2 separate regions of the Mus musculus genome follow, and region 1 is linked to region 2. A link is a contact called in public Hi-C data. All regions are on one chromosome and are shown on one strand. The core of a region is the stretch at or near the end of the contact, and the rest is flanking DNA. Distances in the headings are between cores, read along the strand shown.

Evidence for each region. Hi-C and Micro-C count contacts between places; a contact is called where the count stands out from the background.
Region 1: a contact with region 2 is called in a Hi-C map of B cells, with 2.7 times the contacts expected there. The contact joins two enhancer-like sites. A contact is called at or near these places in 1 of 39 promoter capture datasets (the 3T3-L1 cell line), 1 of 15 datasets of contacts at CTCF or cohesin (the NIH/3T3 cell line), 2 of 484 Hi-C or Micro-C datasets (B cells and pre-B cells) and 5 of 115 datasets of contacts at active chromatin or transcription factors (CD8 T cells, T-cell acute lymphoblastic leukemia, bone marrow-derived macrophages and 2 more).

The regions. Positions count from the first base shown.
Region 1 is chr12:35,709,647-35,714,072 of GRCm38.p6, reverse strand. No RefSeq gene overlaps it. Among named protein-coding and RNA genes, the nearest start is that of 9130015A21Rik, 17 kb to the right of the region's middle. Within about 2 kb of position 2,077, at least 78 of the 459 cell types and tissues checked have an H3K27ac peak or open chromatin away from gene starts, as enhancers often do. A contact at or near this core is called in B cells, CD8 T cells and bone marrow-derived macrophages, where this site is marked.
Region 2 is chr12:35,551,587-35,555,928 of GRCm38.p6, reverse strand. No RefSeq gene overlaps it. Among named protein-coding and RNA genes, the nearest start is that of Ahr, 19 kb to the right of the region's middle. Within about 2 kb of position 1,433, at least 43 of the 459 cell types and tissues checked have an H3K27ac peak or open chromatin away from gene starts, as enhancers often do. A contact at or near this core is called in B cells, CD8 T cells and bone marrow-derived macrophages, where this site is marked.

The sequences.
Region 1 (4,426 bases), core at 828-3,327, 160 kb before region 2:
TATATCCTGGCACTTTAATACGTACATGAGCAAGTACAATGGAGATGGATGACTTGATGTTTTTGTTATTAAAACATCTACTGTCTCAGTATTTAATTATGGGGATGGAATGTGAGGCTCACGCTCAAATCACACAGGGCCTGTTTGGTTGGTAAGATGAGAACTAGAAAATCTATTCAGTAAGCCTCAAAAGAGTTCTTCATAAATGTAGTATGGAATGATCAAAGTACTGAGAGCAACTAATTCCATATTCAAAAATATAACTGTTCTAAAATTAGGGAGTTGTTTCCCCAAGTAATTGTCTTCCCAAGTTTAGCTTCAGGGAGAGGTGGAATAGAATGTCAAATGCAGAACTCCAAGTCTCTATACATGTGTAGCAAGTTTGTCTTACATCTTCCCAGATGCTGGTCTATTTTCACACCAGCAGCTCCTCATACTTCTCATGACCAACATTTGGCTGGCTCAACATAGGGAGAGAAGAAGATAAAGCAGGACACTGAAGCTAAGGAAAATAGGTTACCTTTGGTGTGTTTTAGTAAAAGCAGCACAGGACGCTTCCCAGAGTTCTCTTCTCAAGTCATAGTGCATTGAAGACTTTCAAGAGTCATTGGCTTGGGATTAAGTACCCAGGGTTTGCATGTAAAACATCACAGGAGGAAAACAACATGACTCATGTCATGTAGAGCTTCATGGGAGAAAGTTAAGAGCAACACAGAGAGAATATGTTGAGGCCACTTTTGATTTCACAGTAGGATAATCACACTGAGCCTGAGCTACCCAATGCATTATGTACAATTGTGCACTGAAAACTGTTAGAATGACTTCCAGGTCACCAAGAGTGTCATCAGGACATGTATCACACTCTAGTAGCACTTAACTTAACTCTGCCACTTAAAATATTGTTAGGGGAAAGGAAAATATTGAACGGTGTCTATAAAAGACAAATCATTCTGATACAGTTATCTACTCACAAGATCTGTGGAAAATGAGGCACTCCAGAGACCTATTTGTTGCATCCTGATGCAGGGCTATAGGAGTGACACTACACTCCCAGCAGCCTGGACAGAGGCAGCACAGAGGCGTGCTGGCATGCACACAAGCGTTCAAGAATCTAGTTAAGATCTGTACCTGGTACAAGATGGGGCAGGTTATATTCACTGTGAAAGCATGTGATAATGGGTCATGGAAAATACAGTGTGGGTTACGAGAAGCCAGGGGAAGTTTCTTGATTTCCATTGAGAGTAGTTTCTAAACACTTGTCCTGTGTACACCCACACAGGTCCCACAGTCTCTAAAGGGATCATTTAGGTCAAGCAAAGGGAAACAGCATGCTTCTGCACTTAATCATTCCTTACAAATATTTGCTTTGTACTTACGTGTCCCAGGTACTGTTCCTGTGTCCTGCAGATCCAGGACTGAGAAGACGTTCCCACGTAGAGAATCGTGATTAAGTGCTTACACTTTCAGTGCAAAGCAGTTACTCTTTTGAGCATTCTTGTACTTAAACCATTTAACTTCCATGAAAATAACTTTAAGAGGTACCATAACCCCCCTTTTATAGGCAAGAAAACAGGCCCTAGAATAACTTGCTAGAGCAGAGGGAAGACCAAAAAGGGGTTCCTTAATTGGCTTGCCATCCTGACTTTGGATACCGGGAATAGAAAGGTGTATTTGAAAGGTGTTGAGGCATGGGACCCAGAGGCTGGAAAGCTATCAATCTCCTGATAATGCCAGAGGTGTTTTGCTTGGTGGCACTTACTTACAGGTTATCTAACTTCATCCTGTAACATGTTACAGATAAGTAAAACAGTGCAGTCTCATAACTAGGTAAGTGGGAGGAGCAGGGATGGTTGAACTCAAGGGACTCATACTACACTGTCACAGAAGAAGAAAACAAAACCAGAAAGAAACAGTTGGAAATTATTTTTCAAATCTGCCTCTAAGAGTCTTGGAGACATGCCTGTGCGTCAATTTTAAAAGTTAATATTGCACTTATATATCATGGCAGGCCTGTGTCAGGCTCAGAGACTCAGTGAGGAGAGGAAGTATTTCTACTGTTTTAAAAAACCCTCATGGTATGTTGAGCATGTGTTTCAGAGAAGTTTTTCACATCCCTTTTTATGTTTGAGAAAAGGAAAAAGGGCCCATGTGGCAACATCATTTGAATTTCACATCCTATTTCACAGAAGTTTTTAGTTCTCAAGAGTAAAAAAATGACTTTCTTGAGTAAACGTAAATTGACTGGTCATATGACATAGGCAAGTGCTTTTGTGTTTTCTATGCATCACCGGCACACAGACACAGGTGTCATCACGCAATGGCAATGATCAACGTGGTCTTCCCACTTTCAGTCACATAAGATCCGGTATCTTTCAGTTCCTGCTGACTACTCTGGAATCCCTACTCCCCAGAATGCCCACAGCATGCTAATATGTCAACTTCCTACCCAGAACCTGCTGGGTCCCTTGATGTCCACAGGAGTCATTCAACTTTCGCAACAACAGGAGGAGTGAAGTCTTCATGTACTAACATTGCCCGTGTGAAACACAAGTTTGAGGACCATCAGAAAAGCAGTGCTCCACTTTCTGTCGTGATACTTTGCACACATGTTCCAGATGATGGAACCTAGCAGACAACTTCCAGGGAGAGATGGCAGCTTCTCTCATCCCTCCAGGAGCCATGGAGTGATGGCTACTTCAGCTTTCCAAGCTGCTTTCTATTTCAAAGAGAACACTGTGGACGTCCCAGTACCTTTGCCAGCACGCTTCCAGCGGGTCTGTCCGGATGTGTCCCTAAACGTGTAATGCATCCTCAGACTCAAGCTGGGAGACAATAGAATTCAACTAGGAATCACAACGTGGCTGATTGCATTGACTTTACAATAATTCTACAAAGAAAGAACACTATTTCCATGAGCCTGTTGTGTGTAAAAGAGCCCAGCTAGTGTGTGTAAGTACATGGAAAGTACCTGCCTGACACAGACCAAGCAGTCAGGACTTCAGAACCCATGTTTAACTCTCTTTCCACTGTGTCACACTGTCTTCTTGGCAGACAAACAAAATCCAACAGTCTTTATTGACGTCCATTTTAAAACATTATCCAGGAGTCCTTGATTTTATATGTTATAGAGTTTTATTCCTGGAAAAACATGCTCCAGTAACCCAGAAATCTCAAATTAAGACAAACTGCTATTCATTTGCATTGTGAGGACTGGTTTCTGTTCTTTTCACTTCTGGAGAGTTAGTAGTCTCATGTGGTACAGGTGTGTAGAAAGGCGTTTATCTGGGTGACTATAACCACATCTGTAACCGCTAATTTTATGGGAGAGTTATTGAGTTATAAAAGCATCCATGTCTCAATAAAAAACAAAACAGCATTTTACTGTTTAGCATATGAAGAAAGTATCATACTTCTCTGTGATTATACATTATGAAGTAATTTAAGTGTGCCTTTTACAGTTCTTATATATCCATGCACATGACATGCGGGGCCATGAGTGTGGGAGAGTAAAGGGAGTGGGGGGAACTCCGAGTCCCACCAGAGTTCTGGTGCTCTGGGCAGGTGGATGCAGAAGGACTGCCGCATGCTTTCCACGTGGCCCAGGGTAGGTGTCTGGCTGTGGGAAGCCATGAAATCCCAGCTCACCGAAGGGTGGGGGTTGGGGGTGGAGGGTGGACAAGGGGCAGTCCTAGATAACAGGCTCTCACTCTCCAGCATCCCAGACTGGATACTGTGGAGGAGCTGAGAACAAATGGGAGGCCCCGGGGGGTGGCTTGTCAGCCTTGGGGCCAAAGGGACGAAAGGATAGGGAAAGAGCATAGCAGTCAAACAAATGTTTTGTGGGTGGCCTGAGGAGAATCCTTAACCTTAAACCACGTATTCAAATAAATTTATAGGCTTTCTTAATGCAACAAAGATAGCTATTAACTATTTGAGAGTGTTTTTCCTTTTTCTGCTTTATACTGTCTACACAGTAAGCTATTTGAGTACTTGAATCTATTTGTGTAAGGTAGAGATTTTTACGATAAAAATGTAAGAACATTTGCTCAATTGAGAAAAATTAAGATCATAGATTTGATTTCACCATGAAAAACTAATGTTATGGACTCAGCAGTTGTAAAAGTAGCTTTGCCTATAAACACATATGCACATAAACACTCAAATGGTCTAGGTTTGGTGGAAAGCTCTGAGTCTACCCCCTCTTGCCCTTTTCTCCCCTTCAATTATAGACACTACTCACTGCACATTCTTGGAGATTTTGCCTAGCACTTCTGTTCTTTCCTGTTCTATTCTGTCTCTGGAAGTTTGTTCTTGGCAACACATGTATGCCCAAGAGGGTATCTGCAGCAGAACTCTCTTGACAGAGGGCTCCTCTGAAAAGCATTCCCAAGCTATGAAGTTTCCATTTAAAATGTAAAGCTTATCA
Region 2 (4,342 bases), core at 184-2,683:
GCCTCCTTCCTTAACCTCATCCCCCATTGCTTAATCAGCTTTTGGCTGTTTTCCATAGCAAGATTCTGTGTTTGGGGCCTTTTCTTCTCAAAGGTCTCTCTTAACTGTCTCCTTCTTGGTTTCTTTGTTTTACGAGAGGTTAGGTGTTGCCCTACCTGATACCCTTTCATCATATGCTTGGAAATTGAGAACAACAGAGACCCATACTGAGTGTGTCGCTCATCTGACCTCACCCCCATCCTGTTCCCGCAGTGCCCCTGACCTTGCTAACTTTACTTGGCTCTCTTGGTAAATGTATTTCTAGTGATTGTTTCCATGATTATGTTGCTGATTAATGAGTCTCTAAATCTTGCTGTTTTGTGAGCATCTAAGTATGATTTCAACTGTTTTCTTCACTTTGTTGTCTATACTTATACATAAATCGAGGGCTGCGGGATGGCTCAGTCAGTAAAGTGTTTGCCATGTAATGTGGGGACCTGAATTTGGATTCTGAACCCCATGTAAAAAGCTAGGCATATGCAATTCAATAATTATAGTCTGAGAAGGTAGACCCAAGAGGATTTCAGGAGTTCTCTGGTCAGCTAGGCTACCATTAGCTGTGACCTTAAGGTTCAGTGAGAAGCCATGTCTCAAAAATTAACACGGATCAAGCTGGAGAGACATCTCAGAAGTTAAAAAGGGTGCGAGAAGGGTAGAGGGCCAGACCAGTAAGAAATCATCAAGCTGATGCTTGATTTCCTTTGTTTGTATTGAGGTAGAGAACAAATCCAGGAAGAAAAGAGAAGATGAAGAAAACCAGCCTGCCACAGGGAGTATATTCAACAATGCTCTGATGCTTATCTCTGGTAAAAATGCATATTGCTTTTATAGACAACCATTAGGCAGCTCACAAGCACTTGAAATTCCAGCTTCAGGCGACCTAATACCCTCTTCTGGCCTCTTTATGCTCCTCCAACCATATACAACATACCAACAATTAACAGTTAAAAAATAAATAATTTTTAAAGGCAGAGGGTGATTGAAGAAGTTAATGATTGCATATCCATATCTGTGCATTGCAGATCCATATCTGTGCATTGCAGATCCATATCTGTGCATCCCAACGCACACATATCAACAAGTATACCTATATAACACACACATACACATGAACATACATAGATACACTCCACCTCACATTAAGATGTTCTTCTTCCCAATCTACAATTAAAAATCAACAGCTTTCTATTTTTCATGTGTTATACATCAACATCAAACATATACATCAAACATTTTTTATAGTTAAGGATATATTTGGCAAACTATGGTATTGCATTAATTATTATGTAAGCTCTTCATAAAAGTTTCATTATTTCCTCATTCCTCTTTGCCCCTGGCCCTTTTCTCCTCCTCCCTGCTCTGAACACAGCCTTACACACAGGAAGCAGGGGCCTCCCTCTGAGCAGTATCCTCAGCCACAAGACCTTCCTCTCTCTGCTTATTGTCCCCACCTTAGTTTACCCATGCATCCAACGAACCCACCTTCCATGCTTAATCCGGGCAATTTTTCAGTTTGCGACTTGTCTGTAGAGAAAGGCCCGTGCAGGTTTTTACACAGTGACTGTATGAGGTGTAGCATTGTAAACCCCTGAGCAGCGTAAGCACTGTCACGTGACTATGCTACTTCTCTTCCCCTTCATTAACGTGACTTCACTCTAATAAATTAAGCACAGTGAACCCAAAGTTGGGTTCTGTTCCAGAAGCGTGGAAGGGTGGGAGAAGGGTAGAGGGCCAGACCAGTAGGAAATCATCAAGCTGATGCTCGATTTCCTTTGTTTGTATTGAGGTAGAGAACAAATCCAGGAAGAAAGAGAAGATGAAGAAAACCAGCCTACCACAGGGAGTGTATTCATCAATACCCTGATGCTAATCTCTGCTTGTTATACCAAGCCTTTGCTAAAGCATTGCACAGCCTCCTGGGATATGGAGCATGGCTTCACCACATAGAGGCTTTGCTCTGCTTCATTTCATCCTTCAATCCATGGACTTCTTAGCTGTGCCTCCTTCAGGACGATGGGAGAACATTTATGTTGTAAGCCTAGGTGAATATTTTCAGACTGTTCCACGACATTTTTAAGTCTTGATGTTTCTCAAATGTATTGGTTCCTTAACTTACAGATTCAGATATTTAGCAGAGATCGATGAACTACCATTAGTATTGGCCTTTGAGTTGTTAGATTGCCTCTGAGAATTCAGTACCATATATGACAGACATGGATGGTGCTCTATATTGTGGGAAACAGCAATTACCGAGAAGCTGGGGAAGCCTGGAGATAAGGGAAGTGCCCAGTTCCGTGGAAGAATGTGGTGTTCCCAGCAGAAGCAGCTTTACCCTACCTGCTGCCTGGAGGGATCACAGGACAGTCACTTAGGGCCACTTCGAGGATTTGGTAGGACAGTTGCATTTCTACGGAGTATTTCCTGTTTGACATTCAGTAAATACCCAACAAGTGCCACTTACAATAACTGCATGAGTGATTTTATGTTATGAATAGTTTTATTGTTTTGAGTTTCACTTCTTAAAATTCTCTTTGCTTTAACTCTCAGCAATTATGTGTTTCACTTCTGACTCAAAACTTCTGACTCAGCCGAGTCAAACAGATAGCACAAGAAGCAGAGGGTCAGCACCACTTCACAGACTGTCTCAGTGTGAGTATGAAGACATTTAAAGATCTTTTACCATAACAAAAGGCAGGCTATGAAGCTGGAACAAATGAGGCCCGGTATCATGGAAATATCATGCTTGCCTCTAGAGCCCCAAATCCTAAAATAAGCAGAGAATAAAAGTTGATCTCCAAATTTAGAAAAGATGCTTCTAGTAAGACTTCCTCCCATGGTTTATTAAAGTAGCTGCAGAACACTACTTGCAATTTATAATGGGCCACATTACACACATAATAGTTCAAATGCAGTCACATTCCTTAGAATGCAAGTTATGCTCAATACTCTATTGTGCTTCAGCCCAACAATGAAGAACTCTATGGCAGTGTTTCTCTCTTCTGTCAATGAAGGGAAGTAGGTACACTAATACATATCCCTGAATGCTTTTTATTCATTCTAGACATCACTGCAAAGTACCCTGGACTGTCTTAGCTTGAGATCTGGGGCTAACTACTAATACTCTCCATTTCAATGTGACTGCAGTGGAGCTGGTCAAGCCACATTGAGTGATGAGAGGAAATATAACCCTTGATGAGAATCTGGTTATGTCAGGGGTGAGATGCTAGCAAGGACTATAGGTATTGGTAAAGAAAACTGTGGGCTGCAGAGATGGCTGTGGAGGAAGAGAGCATGTACAAACACAGGACCTGAGTTCAATCCCTAGCCCTCTCATAAAAAGCTTAATATGTCCACTTATGTATTTCTAGGGAATGGAGACTAAAGTGTTGCTGGATCCTTTTGTCCACTATCATAGCTCCAGGTCTAGTGAGAGGCCTTGTCAAAAATGGATTAAGGTGGAGCGTAATCAAATAGGGTGCCCAATGTCTTCATTTAGACTCTGTACATGTGCCTGTATGTAACCCCTATGCACATGCAACTTCATAGAGACACAGACATAATCTATTAAACTGTTTGATATCATTGGGGTGTGTATCATGCAATGGCTTAAATGGACAAAATTCCTTAAAGGCTCACATGCATGAAAACTTGTTTCCATTGAATGATACTGCTTTGGAAGTTTTCAAAGCTTTAGGGAGTGGGGCCTTGTGGGATGAAGTAGGTCACTGGAGGAGGACTTCAGATTACACCTGGGCATCTTCTTGTTCATTTTTTGATTGTGTACATATTGTGGAAAGCCACCTTCTGCTCCTAACACCATACATTCCCTTCCCAAATGGATCATATCCTCCTGGAACTCTGACATCAAATAAAGCCTTCCTTCCTCCCTTAAGTTGCTTGTATCAGGTTTCTGTTACAGCAACAAGAAAGGAATACAACTTTGCATCTGGCCTGCATGCAGACCAAGGGCATTCACTGGATATGGGACATACAGTAAGTCACATCAGGCCAATGAGGGGTTCTGATGCATCAAGATTCATACGTGTTTCTATCCTGCTGAGTCCAGAATGGCCATGGTAGAGGTGGAATGACATGGTTCCCAACTCTGGAACAGCAGATGTTCATGTTCATGTTCGCCTCCATGAGTGTCAATGGCTTCTGTGGGTATAAGGATTGTTTGTATAATAATGTACATGTTTTCACATTCTTCCAAGGATGTCCTCCCTGTTAGTGCTAATGACTCCATGATCATTAGAAACACCAAGAATTCAGGAGTCCTGGGTATGTCTATGTCTTTAACAAA